2 separate regions of the Mus musculus genome follow, and region 2 is linked to region 1. Evidence: chromatin contacts called from public HiChIP or PLAC-seq data. All regions are on one chromosome and are shown on one strand. Each heading gives the region's core, a stretch centred on a gene start, on an enhancer-like site or on the middle of the called end of the contact. The rest is flanking DNA. Distances are from core to core; before and after follow the strand shown.

The links. HiChIP or PLAC-seq counts read pairs in DNA pulled down with a chosen protein or histone mark.
Region 2: an HNF4G HiChIP or PLAC-seq map of pancreatic cancer cells shows a contact between it and region 1. The contact joins two enhancer-like sites. A contact is called at or near these places in 1 of 39 promoter capture datasets (pre-B cells), 3 of 484 Hi-C or Micro-C datasets (the G1E-ER4 cell line, muscle stem cells and myocytes), 4 of 115 datasets of contacts at active chromatin or transcription factors (CD4 single positive thymocytes, double positive thymocytes, embryonic fibroblasts and 1 more) and 3 of 9 other capture datasets (adipose tissue, liver and pancreatic islet).

The regions. Positions count from the first base shown.
Region 1 is chr10:59,636,203-59,643,098 of GRCm38.p6, reverse strand. No RefSeq gene overlaps it. Among named protein-coding and RNA genes, the nearest start is that of Mcu, 23 kb to the right of the region's middle. Within about 2 kb of position 4,333, at least 83 of the 459 cell types and tissues checked have an H3K27ac peak or open chromatin away from gene starts, as enhancers often do. A contact at or near this core is called in embryonic fibroblasts and pancreatic cancer cells, where this site is marked.
Region 2 is chr10:59,720,403-59,727,298 of GRCm38.p6, reverse strand. The region is part of intron 1 of Micu1 (mitochondrial calcium uptake 1); the gene reads right to left. Among named protein-coding and RNA genes, the nearest start is that of Micu1, 21 kb to the right of the region's middle. Within about 2 kb of position 2,493, at least 49 of the 459 cell types and tissues checked have an H3K27ac peak or open chromatin away from gene starts, as enhancers often do. A contact at or near this core is called in embryonic fibroblasts and pancreatic cancer cells, where this site is marked.

The DNA of each region.
Region 1 (6,896 bases), core at 3,084-5,583:
GCTTTTCTAAGCTATTGGAAAGAGAGAACATTTCCAGTGGAACTGGGGTATTTTTCTTATAAAAATTTGAACTTGATAATTTCATGGAGCTGTCACGTTTGGTCAGCAGTTTCCAAACTCAGTGAGGCGTAAGCACCCATGTTGTGATGTTTTGGCGATGACTGTACTAGTGTTGAATGGCAACCAAGTCTCTAATTATTGGGTGTGGCTACCCAGTCATACGAGTAAACACATTTCCTCCCAAGTCACCGTTGATGCTTCACTAAGACAACAAGGCTGGGCAACAGGAAACCAAGAATAAAGAGGTCTAGGAATGTACTCAGCTTGAGCAAACACAACAATCCCAGAGCTTTATCAGCAAGTGGGTGAGTATAGAAGGCAAGAGGAAAAAAATGGAATCCACATCTCAGAAGACTTGAGGACTCTATGATGAAATATCTTCGGTGGGATTGTCGTCTTCGTTAGGGCTACCATTGCTGTGATGAAACACCACGACCCAAAGCAACTTGGGGAGGAAAGGGTTTATTTCACTCACAGTACCATACAACAAACAGTTCATCATCAAAAGCAGTAAGGGTGAGAACCTGGGGGCAGAAGCTGATGCAGAGGCCATGGAGGGGTGTTACTTACTGGCTTGCTTCTTGTAGCTTGCTCAACCTGCTTTCTTATAGAACCCAGGACCACCAGCCCAGGGATAGTACCACCCAGCTGGGCCCCCTCCCATCAATCATTAATTAAGAAAGCCATCCCATAGCCAGATCTTATGGAGGCATTTTCTCAACTGAGGTTCCCTCTTTTCAGATACCTCTAACTTGTGTCAACTTTACATAAAACTAGCCAGCACAATCCTTTTGAAAAGAAATGTAGGAATCCTGGTATGGTGATGCATGCCTGTAATCTTGGGACGTGAAGCCTGAGACTGTGAACTGGAGGATAGCCTAGACTACATGGTAAGGTTCGTGCCAGCCTGAGTGAGGAGACACATTCATAGACTGGAACCTCTAAGGGTGTGAGCTAAAACAAACACTTAGAGCTGACCACCCACCCTTCTGTGCTTTCCATAAACAGATCACTGCCCTGTTGTTATTGGCTAAGCCTTAGCGTGTAGAGCCTTTGTTCTATAATAGGAGACTTCAACATCATTAAGCACGATTTCCAGTAAGACTCCATACCTTTACCATAAGATCCTGGGAAAATACTTGAGATTAAAAAAAAATTCTATTTTTTTTCAAGCCCATTTCTGACAAAAGAAAAAAAAAACGGCAGAGGCAATGTGGACAGCTCTATCTGAGAGCGTGAAAGCTTTTGCATTCTTGCATATGTTACAACAATGAAAACGTTTGCTTTCTACCAAGAAATACCACACAATGTAGAAGCTTTCAATTTTTAAAGAGGGAAAAAAAAACTTGTCCTTTAAGGTTCAAAGTGATTTTTTTTAGGCGAATTAATGCATGTGGAAAATAGCTTGCGTGGGCCAGGAAGCATAAGGGGCTGTATTGTCAAATTGTTGACAGGACATGGCTTACATTTTGAGAACATTATGAAAGGTTTATTGCAAGATATATAACATACCCGAGGGCACATTAAATTTATATTTTTCAATCGCTTTGGCTTCACAGCCTTGGTATTTATTTGCTTCAAAGAAAAATCTTTCTTCTTCCAAATCATCGCACAGCTTCCCAGGGAGAGCTTTGTGTAGACGGTTTGTTACTTTTAAGTCTTAAAAAAAGACAACAAACAAATCCTTCTCCATCGGAAGCTGAGGCTTCGGCAGGTGTCTCAGACAACACTGCAGAATTCAGTAGCACGAGTCAACTTCACGTTCCCTTTCCTTATTGTTAACCTAATTAGTAATTGTTAATTTAAGTGGCAACTTAAATTGGGTGGGGGTAGGCACTGCTCTATCAAAGAACAAAGGACTGTCGTTAGTGTCAAATCTTTGAACCAGGTACAAGCATTCTAAAAAAAAATGATCTGGGAGAATAAGATACACATAATGGAAGAAGTTGTTATCCATTTCTTTATTTATTGTGGCATTATCTATGCCACAGGGCACATGTAGAGAGACCAGATGACAATCTTCAGCAGTGGACTCTCTCTTTGCCCGTGTGGGATCTGGGGATTGAACGTAGGTACCCTGCTTAGCAGCAAGCATCTTCACCTGCAAAGACATCTACACTAGCTCAAAAGATCTTCCTAAGGACACAGAAGGACTAAACTAACTGAAAGTAACAGTCTGCTAAAAGTATTGCATTAAAACAAAGGTACAAAGGAAAACCAGCCTAACACAGAAATAGAACCACTATACAAACAAATGCCATGCATAGTCAAGTAAGGAAAGGAAAGGTTCCAAAAAGCTTATTAGTTTAGACCAGGTACCCACGTAACTTCCTGCACTCAGGAAACTGAAGCACGAGGGTCTTGAGTTCAAAGCTAACCTGGGCTTCACAAGGAATTCCATGCCAGACTAGGGTAAGGTAACTTGTCTCAAAATCAAAACAAAGCAGAATACTTTTCAATTTGTAAACAGCATCTTAGATCATCCCTTCACACTATCCATCTTGGCTGAGTTAAAGGGTGGGAAAAATGAGAACAAGACAGAGTTGGATGTGTAGTAAACCTCTGGAAGGTGATGATTTTTTTTTTTTATACTTAGAGGCAAATAAAATAAAGCAAGAAAGCAAAAAGACCTCAAAGGAAAAGAAAAGCAGGTTTTGGTAACACAATCAAATCAACTGGCTCAGCAAATCTTGGCGAACACAAAGACAAAAACAAGCGTGGTCAAGGAGTATAGGTGTGGAGGAAGATTTGGTACCTGCAGGAGTTAAGGAGAGCACAGAGGCCATTTCTAAAGCAATGCCCGCCCTGCCCTCCAAACAAAGGAAACAGGAAGATTTAGTGTGAGAAGCCTAAACAACCTCACTTTAGAGGCAGGTGCAGTCCTGAGTGGTCTCAACTTAAGGTCAGAGTTGAAGAAGAAAAGATTTCTTGTCGTGCTCCACTTAGGGTCATGAATATTTGTTCCAGAGGTTAAAACGGTGGACAGGAACACTTGGTACACGCTCAACTTCAAATTGCTGCGAAGAGACACTGTGACCAAAAGCAACTTTTATAAAAGAAAGCATTTAAGTAGGGGCTCGCTTACAGTTGCAGCTCGTTATTATCGCGGAGAGGAAGGAGGAGAATGGCGCCATGGTGGCACCGGAGCGACAGGGGAGAGAGCTTTGCATCCTGATACATGTGAAAAGTACAAAGACATTGAAAGTTCAAAATCAAAAGCCAGTAAGCAAGGATGGGAGCTAGAGAATGAATCTATCCAAGTAAAATGGGAAGTATGGTTTTTAGCACCACTCAGGAATCCTTAAAATGGGGAAGACTGGAGAAAGTTGCAGATCAAGAATGGAGTTTTTCTCATTGCCTCTTTCGTCAAGTTCAGCTTTTCTTTGTTGTAACTGCCATGCTTGTGGACAATATATCTCATTTGTATAGTTTTGAGACAGAGTCTCTCCATATATCCCGGATTGGCTTTGAACACCAGATCCTCTTGTTTCAGGCTCCTGAAACCACAGAACACTGAGTACTTTTTTTTGTTTTGTTTTGTTTTGTAGGCTCTCATGTAGCCCAGGGTGGCCTCAAACTCACTATGTTTGATCATCTGTCATAGTTGGGTTTGGAACTGCTGTGACGAAACACCAAAAAAACAAAAAACCAAAAAAAAAAAAAAAAAAAACCAAAAAAGCAAGTTGGGGAGGAAAGGGTTTATTCAGAGTCTAACACTTCCAGATCATAGTTCATCCCTGGAGGAAGTCAAGACAGGGATTCAAACAGGGTAGGAACCTGGAGGCAGAAGCTGATGCAGAGGCCATAGAGGATGCTGCTTACTGGCTTGCTCCTCATGGCTTGCTTAGCCTACTTTCTTATCAAACTCAGGACCACCAGCCCAGGGGTGGTACTGCCCACAGTGGACTGGGCCCTCCTGTATTGATTGCTAATTGAGAAAATGCTTTAGAACTGGATCTCATAGAGGCATTTCCTTGGCTGAAGCTCCTTTCTCTGTTGACTTCAGCTTGGTCAAGTTGACAAACAAAAGCAGCTTGTACGCCATCCAAGTGTTAGGAGTATAGATGTGTCCTACTACTCCAGTACACAAGATGCTGAGGAGTTGAACCCATGGCCGTACAGGTGCTAGGCAAGCAGGCTGTCTATGGGGCTACACCCTCAGCTCTGATATGCATACCTAACAGTGAAATACCAGAGCACTAAATGCTGCGCTCTCTGTTATCGTCCACTGGGTCTTGGCCAGGACCTTAAGACACATTCCAATTTTTTTATTTTTCACACTCCAACAAAATGACTCATTCCCTTTCTTTCCCTCAGGAACCCGCAACTATTCTCTGGATCCCAGCTGCCTTTCTTGTAACATTAAAGCAACAAACTGCAGTTGTTTTTCTAGCCGCCTCACTGAAGTAACCAATGTCTTTAGAGTCTTTGACATCTCTTTTTAAAGAAGCCTGCCGATGAGTGTCTCACCGGCATTGACTAGCCCGTTTCTCCTCATCTTGGCCATAATACCAAATATACAAAGAAGCAGTCCGAAGCCACTAGTCTATCCTGTTAACGGCTGGTGATTTGGTTCAGGCTTAATCCTATAAAGCATTGATTGAACGTGGGATGCTCATCTCTCTTAGCAGTTCCTAACTGGATCAGTATGTAAAGCATTTAGCTGTGTGGAATTCCTGCAGGTTCTACTCAGGTTTTTTTTTTTAGTTCCCAACCCTTGCTGTCTAGAGGGGGAGACCTGCAAGAGAAGTACAATGTAATGCTGTTATCCCTGCATGTATTTATAAGACACGGCCAGCTTGCTCACACTCTAATGTTTAGCATTTGTCAGTCCCTGCATCTTAAGTCCCTGTCTCCTGGCCCAGTAAGAGCCCCTGACATCTAGCACTGGTGTTCACTGGCTCAGTTTTAAAGTTTCAGTCCTTTTTTTTTGTCTTTTCTTTTAAATGATGTCCCTAGTTCGGTAAAACTTCACAGTGAGCATAATTACTTGGCTTAAGTATTTTTAAGCATTATTTTTATGGCCGCAGAAATCAGCGCCTTGTTGGAAGGGGAGGCACGGGGGCAGTACGTACTATACTGCACAGACACATTCTGGGACGTTGCTTCAGAAGCCAGACCATAGTGAAATGTAGGAAATAAGTAATGAGTTTTTTAAGTATGTTCTCCTCTGTTTCTAGTGTACTTTCCCACCTGTAAATCCAGATGATGTAATGCCTAAGAAGTATTAAGTTTCTCCAGTGCTTTTCCAATAGCCTGGCTCTTGAGTAAAACCATCTGTAGCACATCACTGGATTTAAATTTATCTCAGAGTCTGAAACAAAAGCTTAGTCTGGAAGCTAACAAGTCATTTTATTTATTTATTTATTTTTCTTTTTTATCTAAAGCAACTCTTGACCCAAATACACAGACACTGATTTTGATTAGGTTAACAGCAAACACGAAGACTGCAATGTGTCTGGTGTTGTGCCTCAAGCAAGATTAAGAACCTTCTCATTTTCCTCCCCATTTCGATAAAAAAACATCTCTCTCTCTCTTTTCCTCCCTCTTTCCCTCCCCCTCCCGCTCTCTCTAGGTTTCTAGGCTGTACTTGACTGCCCCTTGCTCTCATGTCATTTCATTCCATCGTTCCAGATGTTTGCCACATCCTGATGGCTCCACTTCCCAACAACATCCAGGTTCCATCACTTCTCTTTCTCCATCACCCCCAGCCTGTGCAAACTGTTATTCTTTTGTCCTGAGAAAATGGTCCTGCTTATACCCTTGCACCATGAGCACATGCGCAGAAAGCAGAAAGCAGAAAGCAGAAAGCAGGAGGGTCCTTTTAACTTGCAATATGTGCTTTCTTTCTGTGTAGTATTTTCGGACAGCCTCGTACCTCACTCCAAGTGAAAGCCGGAAATCGTTACAGTGGTCCAGGGACCCCAACATCATTGACAAATCTCCCCACTTTTCTGACCTTACCTACCACTCTGCTCAAGCCGCTCAACTACCTGTGTTCCTCCCTGGTCCTCCCTGGTCCCTGCAGGAACACCTCAGCAGAGTCTGAGTCCCATGTAGTATATGTAGTCTTCTCCAGAAGACCGTCATGACTGACACGCTTGGTTTTCGTTTCGTTTCTTTTCTTTTTCCTGTAGCTCTGAGGCTTTTCATTGGCTAGCTCAGCACTTCACTGCTGAGTTGGCCAGCCCTGCCCCGCTCTTCCTTACCGTCTTCCCAGAGAACATTTTCCTCAGAACATTGTTTAAAAAGGCAGTGGTGGAGTTCGCCTTTAATCCTAGTATTGGGCAGGCAGGCAGGCAGGCAGGCAGGCAGGCAGGCAGGCAGGCAGGCAGGCAGATCCCTGAGTTCGAGGCCAGTTTGGTCTACAGAGTGAGTTCCAGGAGAGCCGGGCTACACAGTGAGACTCTGTCTCAAAAACAGGCAAAGGAATAAAAATTGTATTTCCACTTATTACCCACAGAATTTTCCACTTGGATTTTTTACATAGACTCATTTCTATTAACTTACTCTGTGCTTTACTTGTTGATAGATTCCTCCCATCCCAACCCCAAATAGAATATAAACTACACAAAGTCTTTGTCTGTATTATTCACTAAGTATTCCTCAGTGTCTAAGATCCCCGGATACTCTTTGATATGTTAATTGCCATATATATATATATATTTTTTTATGAAGGAATAAAAATATGTCATCAAGCAGTTGCAAGGTTGATCATGGGTACATTTGTAACCAATGTAACCGCAGTGTCTGGTTTTCAACTCTGGTCTCCTGGTTACTAATCCCTAACATTGTTGCCAGGCACCCACAGTTCTGACATGCCTGCTAAGATCCCT
Region 2 (6,896 bases), core at 1,244-3,743, 86 kb before region 1:
AGAAAGTTGCTCAAGTGTGACTCGCGCCTGAAAATCCATGGGAGAAAGCAGTGGGGTCCAGAGCTTGAAGCTAGACGGTGCCACATTGTAGCTGGAAGTTCTTGCTATTTCATGCCTTAATGCTGAGAGGTGCTTCCATTAAAGCCATTGAAGTTTGATTTAACCCTTTCTCACTGCTAGCCCTGGGAAAGCTCCCTCCCTACCAGATTCTTTTCATGTCACAGTTAAAATATAAATACTAAAGAAAGAAATTCCTTCAATGCAGTGGTTCTCAACCTTCCCAATGCTGCTACCCTTTAATACAGTTACTTGTGTGTGGTGACACCTCCCCCCCATCATAAAGTTATTTTCATTGCTACTTCAGAACTGTGATTGTGCTACTGCTATGCATCATAATGTAAATATCTGATGTGCAGACTATCTGATATGCTACCCCTGTTAATAGGTCATTAGAGAACCCTCTGGGCTAAGAACCACTGCTTTAACGTTTTGTTTAGTATTGGGACCTCATCAAGATGGTACCAAGAGTGAAGTCCCTGCCCTTCTCAATCACCAAAACAAGGTTTCAAAGGCTGAGAACGCTGTGCTGACATCCATAGAGCAAACCAGAGTGCATGACACCCACCTTCCTGGCAGCCTGGACACGGAAGCAGCTCACATACTGTCTGAAGGGCGCCCTCAAGAGAAATAAGCCTGGGCACTGAAAATCATCAAGCTCCCCCAAGGAGCACGGAAGACAGCACACCCGTGCTCCCTACAGATGTCAAGGATGCCTGACACAGCTGTGCAGAAGCTCTTGTGTCACCCGATGAGCTCTGAAGGAAAGGAGGCCTGCGTCCCTCCTGAATACCCTTCCCATTGGGTCCTGCTGACTAACTCTAAATAGACTTTTTTTTCCATCATAAGACAGACACATCCATATTTGTTCGTATTACTGCTCAACACACACTCAACTTCACAGCCCGCATCCCAGAGGCGAACTCTGCTTTCCTAATCTTTTAATTTGGGGTGCGTGTCTCATCGTGTCCCTCATTCCGAGGAACACAGAGGAGTTCTGCAAAGTCCTTTTAGCACATGCTGCTGTTAGTCTTCCTCTGTGACACCTAGAGACCATTCTGGAAGTAGACACTGGCCCTTCCACCTGGCTTCCACAAGAAAGAGGCTTGAACAAATCACTGTCCGCTCCAGCTGAAACAGCTGAGCATGGCAGACCTTCAGGTCGCTGCTGAGAAAAGATGTCTGACAGTGAGAGCCACAAAAACTGGGGGCTCTTCACGGCCTCAGCCGAGAACAAATTCAACATCCAACAGAGTGACTAAGGCACTTTCTAAAAATGACCTGATTAAATCCATGCTGGCCGGCCATGAGAGTCATCTGAAAGATGACCAATAGTTTAGGTTCTAAGGAAGCAAGACATATTTGAAACATTCTTTTTACATTTTTATTACATGCTTAAGTGTGTGTGTGTGAGTATGCATGTGTGTGTGTGTGTGTGTGTGTGTGTGTGTACATGCACAGATGCCATGGCATATGTGTGGAGGCCAGAGGAAAACTGACAGAAGTCAGTTCTCTTCTATCCCCAGGTATATCCCAGATATTGAACTTGGGCTGTTAGGCTTGGTGGCAAGGGCCTTTAACAGCTAAGCCATCTTGCCGGCTCCTTGAAACATTTTAAAACGGCATTTCTAAAATGCTACCTAACGAAGTACAAACAAATTCTAAATGGGCGCGAGGGAGTCATGGAGGGCTCCATGGTACTTTACAAACACAAGGATCTTATCAGCTCCCAGAGTCCATGTTGATTTGTAAGCCTCGCAGACTGGTGCGTGCCTTTCATAGTAGCACTTGGGCGATAGAAGCCAGCCTGGTCTGCATAGTAAGTTCCAGGACAGCCAGGATTACACAGTGAAACCCTGTCTCAAAACAATAACTAAAACCCAACAAAATAAATCAGGACAGGCAGATAGATCACTGGGCAGCTTTGACAAACTTTGGGCCAGGGATACCCCGTCTCAAAAACAAAACAAGAACAACAAAACCCCACAACAATAACAACAAAAAATCCACAGCCAGATGGTAGATGGTGCCTAGAGAACATGGCCAAGACCGAGGCTGGCCTCTGGCCTCCACATGCAGACATCGACACAGCAACAAAGACTAGAAGTGGCAGAGGCGCTCAGTCAGCTTTTATCTCTCTTCACTGTCAGCCTCAGATCAGCTCAAAATTCTGATGGAAGGGCAGAAAGTCAGGGACAGCCCCAAACCTTAGGCTCTTTTTAGACAGTTCTATCAAGAGAATTAATGGAGAATGATTTTTTTTTCCCTCTCAGCAATGACCTGGAGGCCACAACTGGTCCTTCCTCCTTCTCTCTCTCCACAGGAAGGCAGAGCCCTTACTTAACCTTTGGTAAGGAATGCACTGAGTTAGTCACCTCTCCCTCTGTGCATGCATGGTGTCCACCCTGCATAGCACACTGCTCTGTAATTTAAATGACCCTGGACTTGGCATGCATCTACCCAGGGCAATGTATTTACCCAGAGACCTGCTTCCTGACTCAGCTCTGAGTTCCTCCAAATGTTTTTCCCCCTTTTGTAGACACACAGTTGGGCACAGCTAGGCATAGACTATTTAACTATTTATTTCCACAAGAGAAACATCTGTGTAGTATTAATTACACAGGTCCTTACTCCTAATATTTATGTATGTTAACAACCTCTAATTTACTAAAATAACTGTGTTTGGCTATCGGGACTCATGTCAGATCCAGTCACTGGCCTGTTACTGACTCTTCCCTGAGACTGAGGGAGGATCCCAGGCCAGGCTCACTGTCAACGCAGGAACTTTATCTGCTGTCCATATAGACAGAATGGGGACACATTTACTTTCTGTGACTTAAGCTTCAGAAACACAATTCCAGCAGCCTCCCCTCCCCCATCCCAGAGCTCATCTCCCATTTCTGCACATATGCTAATAAAATCCAAAGGAGGCCAACCCTTATCTTTTCCTCCTACCATATAACTTCTTACTCTTTCCTTTTCTGGTTCATTTTTAAATGACCATTTCCCAGATGTGCGCATGTGTAGATATGAATAGCTTTGCTTCTGACAACAGCAACAAAGAGCACAAAGAGCACACACAGTGGAGGGACTGTGGTCATCACCAGAAGGAAAGGGCCCTAGGGGATTCTCAAGGTGACAAAGAGGAGTAGAGCCAGCGCACAAGCTGAAGAGCTGCTCTGGCAAGACCGGGAGACTAGATCAGGCACTCAGAGATCTTCCTGATTGAGTGTGGCTGATCTCAATCGGGAAGATCTCTGAGTGCCAAACTGAAGAGTTTTTATCACATACACACACACACATACACACACACACACACACACACACACACACACACACACACACACACACAGAGAGAGAGAGAGAGAGAGAGAGAAATTTTTTCTTTGAAAAAAAAATCTCTTGTAATAAGAAAGCATGGCCTGAGAGAAGCAGCCCTGGAGAACGATGGGGGTTGGGGGATGGTAGAACGAGGGCTCAGAGGGTAGAGGACACAGAGCAAGCCTGACAGAACCCACCTTCAAAAAGCCAGACGTGGTGGTGTACACCTGAAATCCCAGAGCTCCTCCTTCAGAACAGGAGGTGCAGGCAAAAGAACCCTTGGTTTCAGCAGAAGATTGAATTTAATTTTAAGGTCCACTCTTTGAAATGAACTCATTTTTCCTATATGTAGATGACATACGTATGTTAATAACCTGCCATTTTATTTTCTTTCCTCCACTAATCTATTTTTCATTCCAATGAGCCCAACTGAAGACCTTGGAGAAGCTAAAGGAATAATAGTTTTCCTTCCCCACCCATTTTATAAGTAGCCAGCTGAAAACACTGAGTTGTGTGTATGGCTCAGCAGCAGCATTAAGCCCCCAAGTCCACAAGCATGATCAGGGTTCTGGTACACAGTCTACCAAGAGAGCTGAAGTGCCTTAGTCTCACAGAACGCCTGTCACTGTTGAGATGGGATTTCACTACATTGCCCAGGCTGGCCTCAAGCTCCTGGACTGAAGCAATGCTCTTGCCTCAAGCTTTCTGAGTAGCTGGAACCAGAGTCACTAGTACACCAGACGAGCAGAGCATCTTGAAGGCAAATCCGAGTTAACAGGAGGGCAGTCTCCAGAGAATGATTACAAAAGGCAAACTGTAAAAGGAATTACAGGTGAGGGAAAAGAAACTCTCTTTCTAGATCTTTTCTTTTTATTGGAACTCTAAAATATTACTATATAGACACATATTCTGTTATATTTTAAAATTTTAAAAAAAAATCCTTCTCTGGTCTGGCAAGATGGCACACCAAGTGTCTGTGTGTAAAACCTTGACCTGAGTTTGCTCCTCAGATCCCATACAGGACAGAGAACCACCTCCCCAAAGCTGTCCTCTGACCTCCATAGGCACGATGTGGCACTAGCCTGCACACATTACTGACTTAATAAATAAAATGAAAAAGACGTATGTCCTCACTTGAGCCCATACCCGACAGTTACTGCCTCACCACTCTGTGCTTACTCAGTGGCATCTTTCCTCAGTGGTCTCTCCTCAGATTCCAGCCTCTGTGTAACTCACCACAGTGAGATTTTCAGCCCGGCTGATCCACCCGACGCCACTCTTACTGTTATCACAATTGATATGACATTCTTATCAGGGTAGTCTTCATATTGTCAAACCCTAGCTAATGTCTGTCCTGATCCTGCTTGATTTTAAGAAGCCCTTGAAAATATAATTACTCCTTTACCCTCAACATAGTCAGACACCACTCTGGGTCATGGTCTGCATCTGTGAATGGATGCTCAGATTGTTTAATCCCAGCACGTGGGAAGCACAGGCTGGTGGATCTCAAGGAGTTCACGGTAAGCCTGGTCTACATACATATCAAGTTCTAGACTAGTCAGGACTACATAGTGAAATTATCTATCTCATTACTTACATAGACAGACAGACAGACAGACAGACAGACACACACACACACACACAAGCTCAATGATACCTTAGATTATGTAACTGTAACTCTACAGTGTTCATGAACCACTTCAGAATGCATCCTCACAAATAAGTGATGACTGTCCATGCATGCTATAACATCACATTCTCCTCATTCTGTTGATAAGTTGTGGGAATCTTTCTAGAATAAGATCTTCAATACCAGATGGAGAGGGAAAGAAGCGATGTCACTGGTGGACACCAGCGAGAGTGGAAGAGAGACGTCACCAGGGCACTGAAGCCAGGATGGTTCCCGAAAGCCTTCCCTCAGGTCCAGCTGCAGTCTCACTTACACTCCGAAGCCACAGTGGGATGAGCAGCAAGAGCTTCCAGAAGCCTACATGGCAGTCAGCTTTTTTCAAAGGCACGCACACATGCTATAGTTGACATGTGTAAGCGCGAGTGGTCAGGCTGTTAAGGGCAATGTTTCTCCAGGTTGTTTTTTTTAGGCAGCAAGTGAGATCATGTTTGGCCACAGGCAGCAGCAGCAGTGCTTTACATGGGTCTAACAGCTGTTCTTCCTTGCCTCCTTCCACTTTCCTACGACTGGCTCTCTCTGCTTGATGCCTACCTACTGTGCTGGCTGGTTTTATGTCAGCTCACACAAGCTATAGAGTGACCAGAGAGGAGGGAACAATAGCTGAGAAAATGCCTCCATAAGATCAGGCTGTAAGGGGTTTGCTTAATTAGTGGTTGATAAGGGAGGGCCCAGCCCATTGTGCACGGCTCCATCCCTGGGCTGGTGGTCCCGAGTTCTGTAAGAAAGCAGGCTGAGCAAGCCATGGGGAGCACCCACTCACCTGTATCCCTCCATGGCCTCTGTGTCAGCTCTTGCCGGCTTGAGCCCGTCCTGACTTCCTCTGGTGATGAACTGTGACATGGAAGTGTAAGCTGAGTAAACCCTTTCCTCCCCAAGTTGCTTTTCTGCCATGGCGTTTTATCAAAGCAACAGAAACCCTAATAACTAAGACAACTACTTGTCAAAACTCTCCAAGGCTGTCTGAGGAGCAATTTTCCCTTTCTACCCTCTTATCTAGACAACCTCCTTAAATCCTACATCTTTAGGTTGCATTTACATGTAAATTCTTCTCCAAAGGTCATCTCTAGCCTATGCTTCCCATAAGGTCACAGCTAGATTGAAGCCCCACCTTGACGGGCATCTCCAATCTAGGTTAGTCCTTAACAGATCCTGATTTTACCAATTTACTCCCCTCATCTCTAAAACCAAACGTCTAGTCAGTCAAGCCCAGAAGCAGGAGTAAGTCACCCTTGGCTTCTTCCCTCTTAAACTATCAGACTCCATCAGAAAATGCCTGGGACCCTCATTCTAAAAAAACTACATAAATCCATATAATTTATTCCCCATGAAAAGTATTGGATCGACAACTCTTAAAAGCTAAAGCAAAATCTGCAGCCTGAACCTAATTAGGTCAGCTGCTTGCTAAGAGCATGTGCACACAGACAGACAGACAGACAGACAGACATAAAGTCAACATTTTTCCTATTATTCAAGTGACAGTTGTAACCCCTATATTGTCAAAGCATGGTATTTTAGAATCATCTGTCCATGGACATGCTCTAAAAACAGAACAGAACACACAACCTACTAAAGGTTCTTCAGACAGAAGAACCATAGAAGAGGAAGCCTGGGGAAGTCAGGACGAAACCAGAAATGGTTTTCATCACGCCTGAGTGCATCAGGGGCCCCAGGTATGATCACCGCTGGAATTACATGCTGGGGGTGAAACTGCCCATCCCAAGTGCCCTGGCGCATCTCTCAGGAGGAGGACGATCCAGTTCTGGTAACTGGGCGCACACACACTGATATCTGCCCATGCACATTTCCTGCCTTTTGCTTTTATTATGTC